Regions from separate parts of the Mus musculus genome. Here region 1 is linked to region 2. Evidence: chromatin contacts called from public HiChIP or PLAC-seq data. All regions are on one chromosome and are shown on one strand. Each heading gives the region's core, a stretch centred on a gene start, on an enhancer-like site or on the middle of the called end of the contact. The rest is flanking DNA. Distances are from core to core; before and after follow the strand shown.

Region 1 (3,379 bases), core at 286-2,785, 190 kb after region 2:
TCCATTTCTGTCTCTGCCTCATCTTCTTTCCCCTCCTCCTCCACCCCACCCCTCGAATCCCACTTCCCCCTGCTTCTCTTGAGGCAGTGATTTTGAACTTGACTAAAACATGGAGGGGACCCAGCCCTAGCAGATTGGGGTGGAGGATCAAGTGTTTGCTGTTCACGAGTTTGGTGCTGAATTCCTGGTGGCTGTGGCTTAGACGACCCCCCCCCCCAAAGCGAGCAAGGGTTAGGGGAGGGGGCGTGCACTGGGGAGAAAGGATGGGTTTCCAAGCGGATGTGACAGACACAGCCTTATCCAAGGCAGAGGTGGGAGGGTCTGTGGGGCTAAAAGCCAGTTTCATCTGCCCTCCAGCCCCTCTCCTCCCTGGCCCTCCAGCCTTTGCTCTTCTGACACCCGCAGGTTCCAGTCACTGTGTAGCCTTTATCGTTGTATTTACACTCTGTATTCTACCTTCAATGCGGATTTCAGGCCCTACTTGCCACCGCCCCCTTTCTGCCTTAGATATCAGTTTCCCCTCCTAATTAACTGGGGGTGGATTTGAGTGATGGTTGAAAATTAAAACAAAATGGGATATTCCTTCCTTTCCACATTTCCCCACTTAGGAGCCTCGCCCGTCCTTCCTCCTCTCTGGCTTGCTTCTTGCCCCATCCACTCCACGGTTCCCGGTGAGCCTCCAGGCAGCTCTGCCTGGGGAGGGGTGGCCGGCAGGGAACGGGTGCGTGCCTTCCGGGCCTCCTGGCCCTGTTTCCGTTGGCCTGTCAGTTCGGGACGGAGGAGTTCGTTAGGACCGTTTAGCGAGGATTCCATGTCGCTTTGCTGTGACACCTTCGTGCACACACAGCTCCTAATTAGAGGTTGCTGTGCTGTAAACAAAAATGATTATTTTTCAACTTGACAGAATAGCCGAAGTAATTGCATCCCGTAGGAAAACAATGGAAAATAAAAGCCCCTTTCGAGGGAAGGTGGGTGGGAGACAAATCGTGCTTGTGGTTTCAAAACCAAGAAGCAAAAATTCTTGCATGTGTAACAGGCATGACAAGCGAGTTCCAGGCGGCGCCATGATGGTAGGGAGCAGCGACTAGGAGACAGTTTCTCCCATCTGCTTGGCATGTTCTTATTTGCGTTCGAGAGCTCCCGGGGGCTTTCTTCTCACAGGCCCCTTCGGCTAGCCTCACCCTTCTGAGCCACCAGTAATTTGGCCTGGGGTTTCTCTGGGGCTTGTGCAGTCCAAATGGATGGGGAGGCGGGGCCTGGGGAATTGCTCTTTGCAACAAGGTGCATGTTGCATCTGCCTGGAGCCCTCGCGTGTCGGGAAATGCAAACCGCGCCACCTCTTTCTCCTTAGGGGCAGGTTTCGAAACTTCACAAGTCTGTAATCCACTGTGGCAGGCCGGGAGTCCGGTAGAAGCCTCGGCCTCCTGAGCCAGGGTGAGGTTTCAGGCGTTGTAAGTGGTGGACAGCGCCCAGCCGAGGCTGGAAAAGTCGATGGGGCTGAGCTTGGCTCGGCGGTGTTCGGCTCCGCTCGGCCTGACCTGGGAGCGGGGCTCGGAGGATCTCGACAGTGTTCGGAGCACAGTCGGGGTCCAAGCGGAGAGGGCCGAGCGGCTTCGGCGGCTTCGGAAAGGCCCCGAAGACATTCGGAAACCCTCGGCAGGAGGAGGGCAAAGGAGGTGGAATTGGGGGTGTGGGAGGGGATGGCAAAGAAACTTTGCATCCACCAAAGCAGCTTGCTACCTGCTCTTCCTGAACATGCCTCATAAATTAGGTTGATTTAATAAGAGGTTTAAAAATACGTATCGAGTCCCCAAAAGGGCAACTTGCCTTTTTTATTCAAAGAAAGCTTAGCTCTCTGAGGAGATCCGTGTGCCACTTTAGAATGGAAATTCCTGATTAAGTCCTGGGGCACGAAATCTTAAAGGAAGACTGAGGAGACATTCTGAGGAAAGTCCTGTGCGTCTGACTTATATTGGGTTGCACTGAGGAAGATGGGGTGAAGTGTCCGATGTTTGATTCTATTTAATCGGAAATCAGAACATTTTTCTCTTTTCCTGCATTTCTTCCTTTCTCTATTCCCACAAACACCTTTTCTGTGAAAACTGCCTGTCAAAACTGAGATTTTTTTTTTGTAATTGATTTTTTTTTTGTTTGTTTGTTTCCCTTTAAGAACAAAACGTGCCAGATCTCTTTAGGAAATCGGCTAGGTTTGATCAGAATGTCCACCAGAAATGGGTGTGAGCACGCCAGTTGTGCCACAAAAAACCCAGCTGACCTGCCCTCCTGAAGCATTCATGAATGGCAGTTTTTCCTATGAGCTGAGCCTGAAATAAATCAGATCAGGGACTTGTGCCAAGCCGAATGCAGGACTTGTTTTATTAACCACAAAATGTGAGGTTGGTGTCACTGTATCCCGGTGACAGATTCTTTGGAGTCCTCACTTCCAGAGATGGGTTTTGAGATCACCACTTGAGTGAGAGTCATTTGTAGCCGGGGAAGATTGTACTTTCTGGGTGGGGCCAGCCCAGAAAGCCTCGGTAGCATTTGCAGAAAGCAATTTCCTGTTTCCCTGTGCAATATGATTGGTGACGAGCCCGTCAGGCCATATGTGTAAGTTAATTCAGATGCTGTGTTGTTTCACCTAGGCAGATGAAATTAGATGGTTAGAGAGTCTGCCGTTGGTGACACCCTGTGAGGAGCCAGGGATTGGGCCTAGTAGCACAGCCCCTTCCTTTGGGTTGAGAGGAGGAATATTGCTATCCGAATGTTATCAGATCCTTTGTCATCAGCGTTTTCAGAAGGCAAGGAGCTGCTTCAGTCGGCTTGTGTCCTCGTCCAGGTTGCGGTGCTGCTTATGAGGAGGAATCAGAATATGCCTGTAGCAGCTAGTGAAGCCGTTAGGGACTGGCAGGCAGAGACACTGCCTAGAACAGGGCGTTATTACCCTCATCAGCCCAGGGCCGTTACACACTCAAACCTTTGGAATTTTTCTGCACAATGCAATAAGGGGGAGTTTGCATCAATTTTCAGAAGCCTAATTCTCAAGTGTTTAAAATCTTTTGGGGTGTGTGTGTGTGTGTGTGTGTGTAAAGGACAACTCCATGGAGTCTGTTCTTCCTTCTACCTTTGCATGGGTTCGGAGATCAAACTCAAATTGCCAGCCTTGTGACAAAGTGCCTTTATCCTCTGAGCTATCTTGCTGGCACCGCCTTTACCTTCATATTCTCTCTCTCTCTCTCTCTCTCTCTCTCTCTCTCTCTCTCTCTCTCTCTCTCTCTCTCTCGTGTGCATTTGTGGATTAGTGTCTGGAAGGTCTCTGTCATGCAATATACAACATTTAAGTTCCAAGACACGAACGGTGGTGATTGAAGTAGTGCAA
Region 2 (3,376 bases), core at 6-2,505:
CTGGTGATAGAGCTAGCAGGGACTCCGCAGCCCTCTAGCTAATCACGGCTCCCTCCAAGAGGGTAGTTATTGCCTCGCATCTGAGCCTCATCAAAGGAGAACCAAATCGGTCTGCGGGCATTCTGCCGGGATTGGTATACTGCGTGTTGCGTTAATAGAATGTTTGAAGTTCAGGCTTCAGACAGTTGCTTCCATCTGCTGTACTTGATCCTAAGAGATTTCAGAGCATCAACGGCTAGGAAGAACAGTGTGAGCCTACTTGCCAGATGAAATGTGAGAGATAAGGGACAAGACAGGGAAAGGAGAGCCCAATCCATGCTTTCAGTAATAACATACATCTCCACGTTGTCTAGAGATGGTGTCTTATGAACAAGAACACTCAAGGTTATTGGGAGGAGATGAACATAAATGAACCTGGTTAAGTTGCCAGAATTCTATAGACTTATGTCAACTGTAAACTCTAAGGTCAAAAGGAAGAAACTAAAGAGAATCGGTCTCTTGTTTTTTTCAGTCTAGAGAATTTGGAGTTGGGAGGTGGCGGGGGGGGGGGGTGGGGGGTGATTGCAAATACTTAACCAAGGTCATGCAGATGGGAGAGTGAATGGGTGGGGCGCTCTGAAGTGCCCTGGTTTCAGCCCAGGGTCCATTCATGTTACATGCCATCTTCTGGGAGACTGACTGAGCAAACGGGTTTAAAATGTCTGAAAGTGGCTGTAGGGAAGCTGCGAGGAGGACAAGCAACCATGCGACATGGGGGTTTTGAGGGTCACACAGGGGTGCAATGGCACACAGTAGAGGACACTGCAAAGACTCTGGGGTGTCCAGAGTATGCCAAGCCTGGCATCTCAGCATCCGAAAAAGAAGCAAGCAGATTCTTGCCCTAAATACTGCTATAACCGTAAAATGAAATCCCCCTTCCCGGAAGAAATGTGAGTCCTTACAGAGACAAGAAATCAAAACCTTGCTGTTTGGGTTAGTGTTTAAAGAAACCAGCATGCTCCTTGAGAGGTTAAAGCGAAAAGAAAGCTCCTCCTCCTTGCCTTCCCACTTAAGATGGATGGGTCCTGCTGGCAGTGATAAACATTCATGAAGCACCCTAAGGGCTTCGTCCCAGGCAGCATAGCCAGGCCATGACAGAATGGGAGGTATCGAATCCAGCTTCCCTAGAGCTTTGTCCACGCACCAGTGAGGGCTACACAATGGGAGTCCTGAGTCACCTCCCTAATCAAGCACAGCTCGCTGGCCCTCCGCCAAGCTCCCTCAACCTGAATGAGACACAGGCAAAGGCGGCAGCTAACGTTGGAGAGCATTTCTGAGCCCAGTCCAGACGAAAGGCATAGAGCCCCTGCTCAGCACAACAGGAGGCCACAGATGCAAAGCGACGCATGCGTGAAAACGAACTCAACTCGTTCAGGTCCAGTTGGTAGGGTAATTTTCGTTTAGAATAGATGAAATTAAAATAAAGGACATTTGCAAAAACTCTGTGGCCTGTGCTCACGCCACCTTTCTGTCTTAATCCACACCAATACACGCTGAGCCAGGGAAGGGAGCAGGTGAGATTTGTCTGCAGTACTCCCCAACCCTCCATCTCCCAGTCTCATTTTATATCCTGCATTAGCTCCATCAAACCTAACTTTTACCCATGATCACACATACTACTGTTTCACCCCTTCTTTGCTCCCACTTACCTCTGCTAGATCCGGTTGATAGTGATTGTCGCCAGTGCTCAGCAGTATAGTGGATGGATCACGTGATAAAGGAAGGCTCTTGCAGAGATAGGTTGTCCTTCAGGGATAACGCGTTTGAAGTTTTGTTGTTGTTTGTTTGCTTGTTGTTTGTTTTTCAATTCCGGGCCATCCTACTTGCTAGGCAGGCACTCTACCAAGTCCCCAAGATCATATGTTTGCTTGTAGCCATATGCTATGGCCCCCAAGGCTAGATAATAGGAAACCTGCTGTTCGTTATCAGCTCTCTCAGAATGCTCACTGACAGATGACAGATTTGGGCACCCAGAAGCAATTCTGTGAAAAACCCAAGCCACGTGGACAGGCCAAGTGTTATAAACTGGTCCTGTCCAGTTGACAAGTGTGGGTAATCCAGCCGCTGACATCAGCTGTCCTCAATGTATCTTGGATATCCGCCCAGTCGAGCCTTCCAATGACTCCAACCCTGGCTTCTCTGTTCTAAAACTGCATGACAGATCTCAGGTAAAACACACACACACACACACACACACACACACACACAGAGAGAGAGAGAGAGAGAGAGAGAGAGAGAGAGAGAGAGAGAGCTGAGCTTAGTGCGTCCACAGAACCAAGAGAGGCAATGGCTTGGTATTTGAAGACATTGAGTTTGGAGGTTGTTTCTAATGTAATTGGTTAGGACAGTGTTCTAAAGGACATTTAACAAAGTAAAACCATAAGAGGATTTCTGTTCCTGTGGTCCTTGATTCAGTGACAGATTCTAGGAATGTCACTGTTTTGTTTGATAATTATCCAGTCATTCATTTGCTAATTTGCACCTCTGTAGAAGGTGTTGTGCCAGAAGCCATCAGCACAGCAAGGGAGATCAAAACAAGCCCAAGAAGATGCTCTACTTTATCATAGCAAGGGACAGCTCTACAATTGATCAGAAAGTAAAGGTCTGAGAGAAAACTGCAGGTGGTAAGGTTGGCTGTGAAGGTTGGAACCTGAACCTGTCACAGGCCTTCTTATCAGGACAGTCTTCTGGGTGGCAACCAGGAGCTGGTTCCCAAGGCCCCAGGCTCATATGGTCTACATTCTTCACATCAGACAAACTGTCAGTTGCTCAAAGCTGCAAGCTCAGTACTTTGTAGAGACCAGAGACTAGGATATGCAGGAACCAGGACGAAATAAACCTCCAGGGGATCCAAAGTGCATGTTTTTATACATAAAGTGCAGATCCAATGCATTTAGATGCTGTATTGAAGGCCACACACCCATAAGCACTGATGGACCCAGAAAGGCATTAGGTGGAAGAGCTCAAGCATAGCTCAGAGCTAATGGGCGAAAACAATGAATGAATCTCTTTTCTACCTCGAGGGAGGGGCTTCAGTTGGAGCTAGACTAGGTTCTCCTGTCTCAGTTCTCAGTTCTCCCAAAACTGACCTGAGTCCCTGTCTTTGCTGGTAATCTGTAGCGTAAACTTCCTCAATAATCAGATGGAAGGGTTGAAGGGGATCTGGTTCTCATATGTAGGTCGTCAACTTCAAACGGGATTTAGATGGAGTTCTAATGGTCTAAATGTCTTTCCGGCAGTGGGTGTGGCTCAAATCGCTGTGCTGAGAACCTGGGAACGTGTTTTCAAGTTTCGGTCATGGATTTACCGTCTCTGATATCAGGCTTTCTTGGTGTAT

Evidence for each region. HiChIP or PLAC-seq counts read pairs in DNA pulled down with a chosen protein or histone mark.
Region 1: an H3K27ac HiChIP or PLAC-seq map of VIP interneurons shows a contact between it and region 2, with 4 times the contacts expected there. The contact joins the promoter of 4930488L21Rik here to the enhancer-like site in region 2. A contact is called at or near these places in 4 of 39 promoter capture datasets (3T3-L1-derived adipocytes, cranial neural crest, hippocampal neurons and 1 more), 5 of 115 datasets of contacts at active chromatin or transcription factors (VIP interneurons, embryonic basal ganglia, embryonic forebrain and 2 more) and 1 of 9 other capture datasets (liver).

What each region holds. Positions count from the first base shown.
Region 1 is chr8:93,812,020-93,815,398 of GRCm38.p6, forward strand. 4930488L21Rik (RIKEN cDNA 4930488L21 gene) reads right to left here and starts at 1,536. Exons shown (of 1, transcript NR_026888.1): 1 at 1-1,536. The region is part of intron 2 of Gnao1 (guanine nucleotide binding protein, alpha O); the gene reads left to right.
Region 2 is chr8:93,625,791-93,629,166 of GRCm38.p6, forward strand. It overlaps Gm26843 (a long non-coding RNA gene), which reads right to left. Exons shown (of 10, transcript XR_003947433.1): 8 at 1,689-3,376. Among named protein-coding and RNA genes, the nearest start is that of Ces5a, 92 kb to the left of the region's middle. Within about 2 kb of position 1,256, at least 72 of the 459 cell types and tissues checked have an H3K27ac peak or open chromatin away from gene starts, as enhancers often do. A contact at or near this core is called in VIP interneurons, embryonic basal ganglia, embryonic forebrain and 2 more, where this site is marked.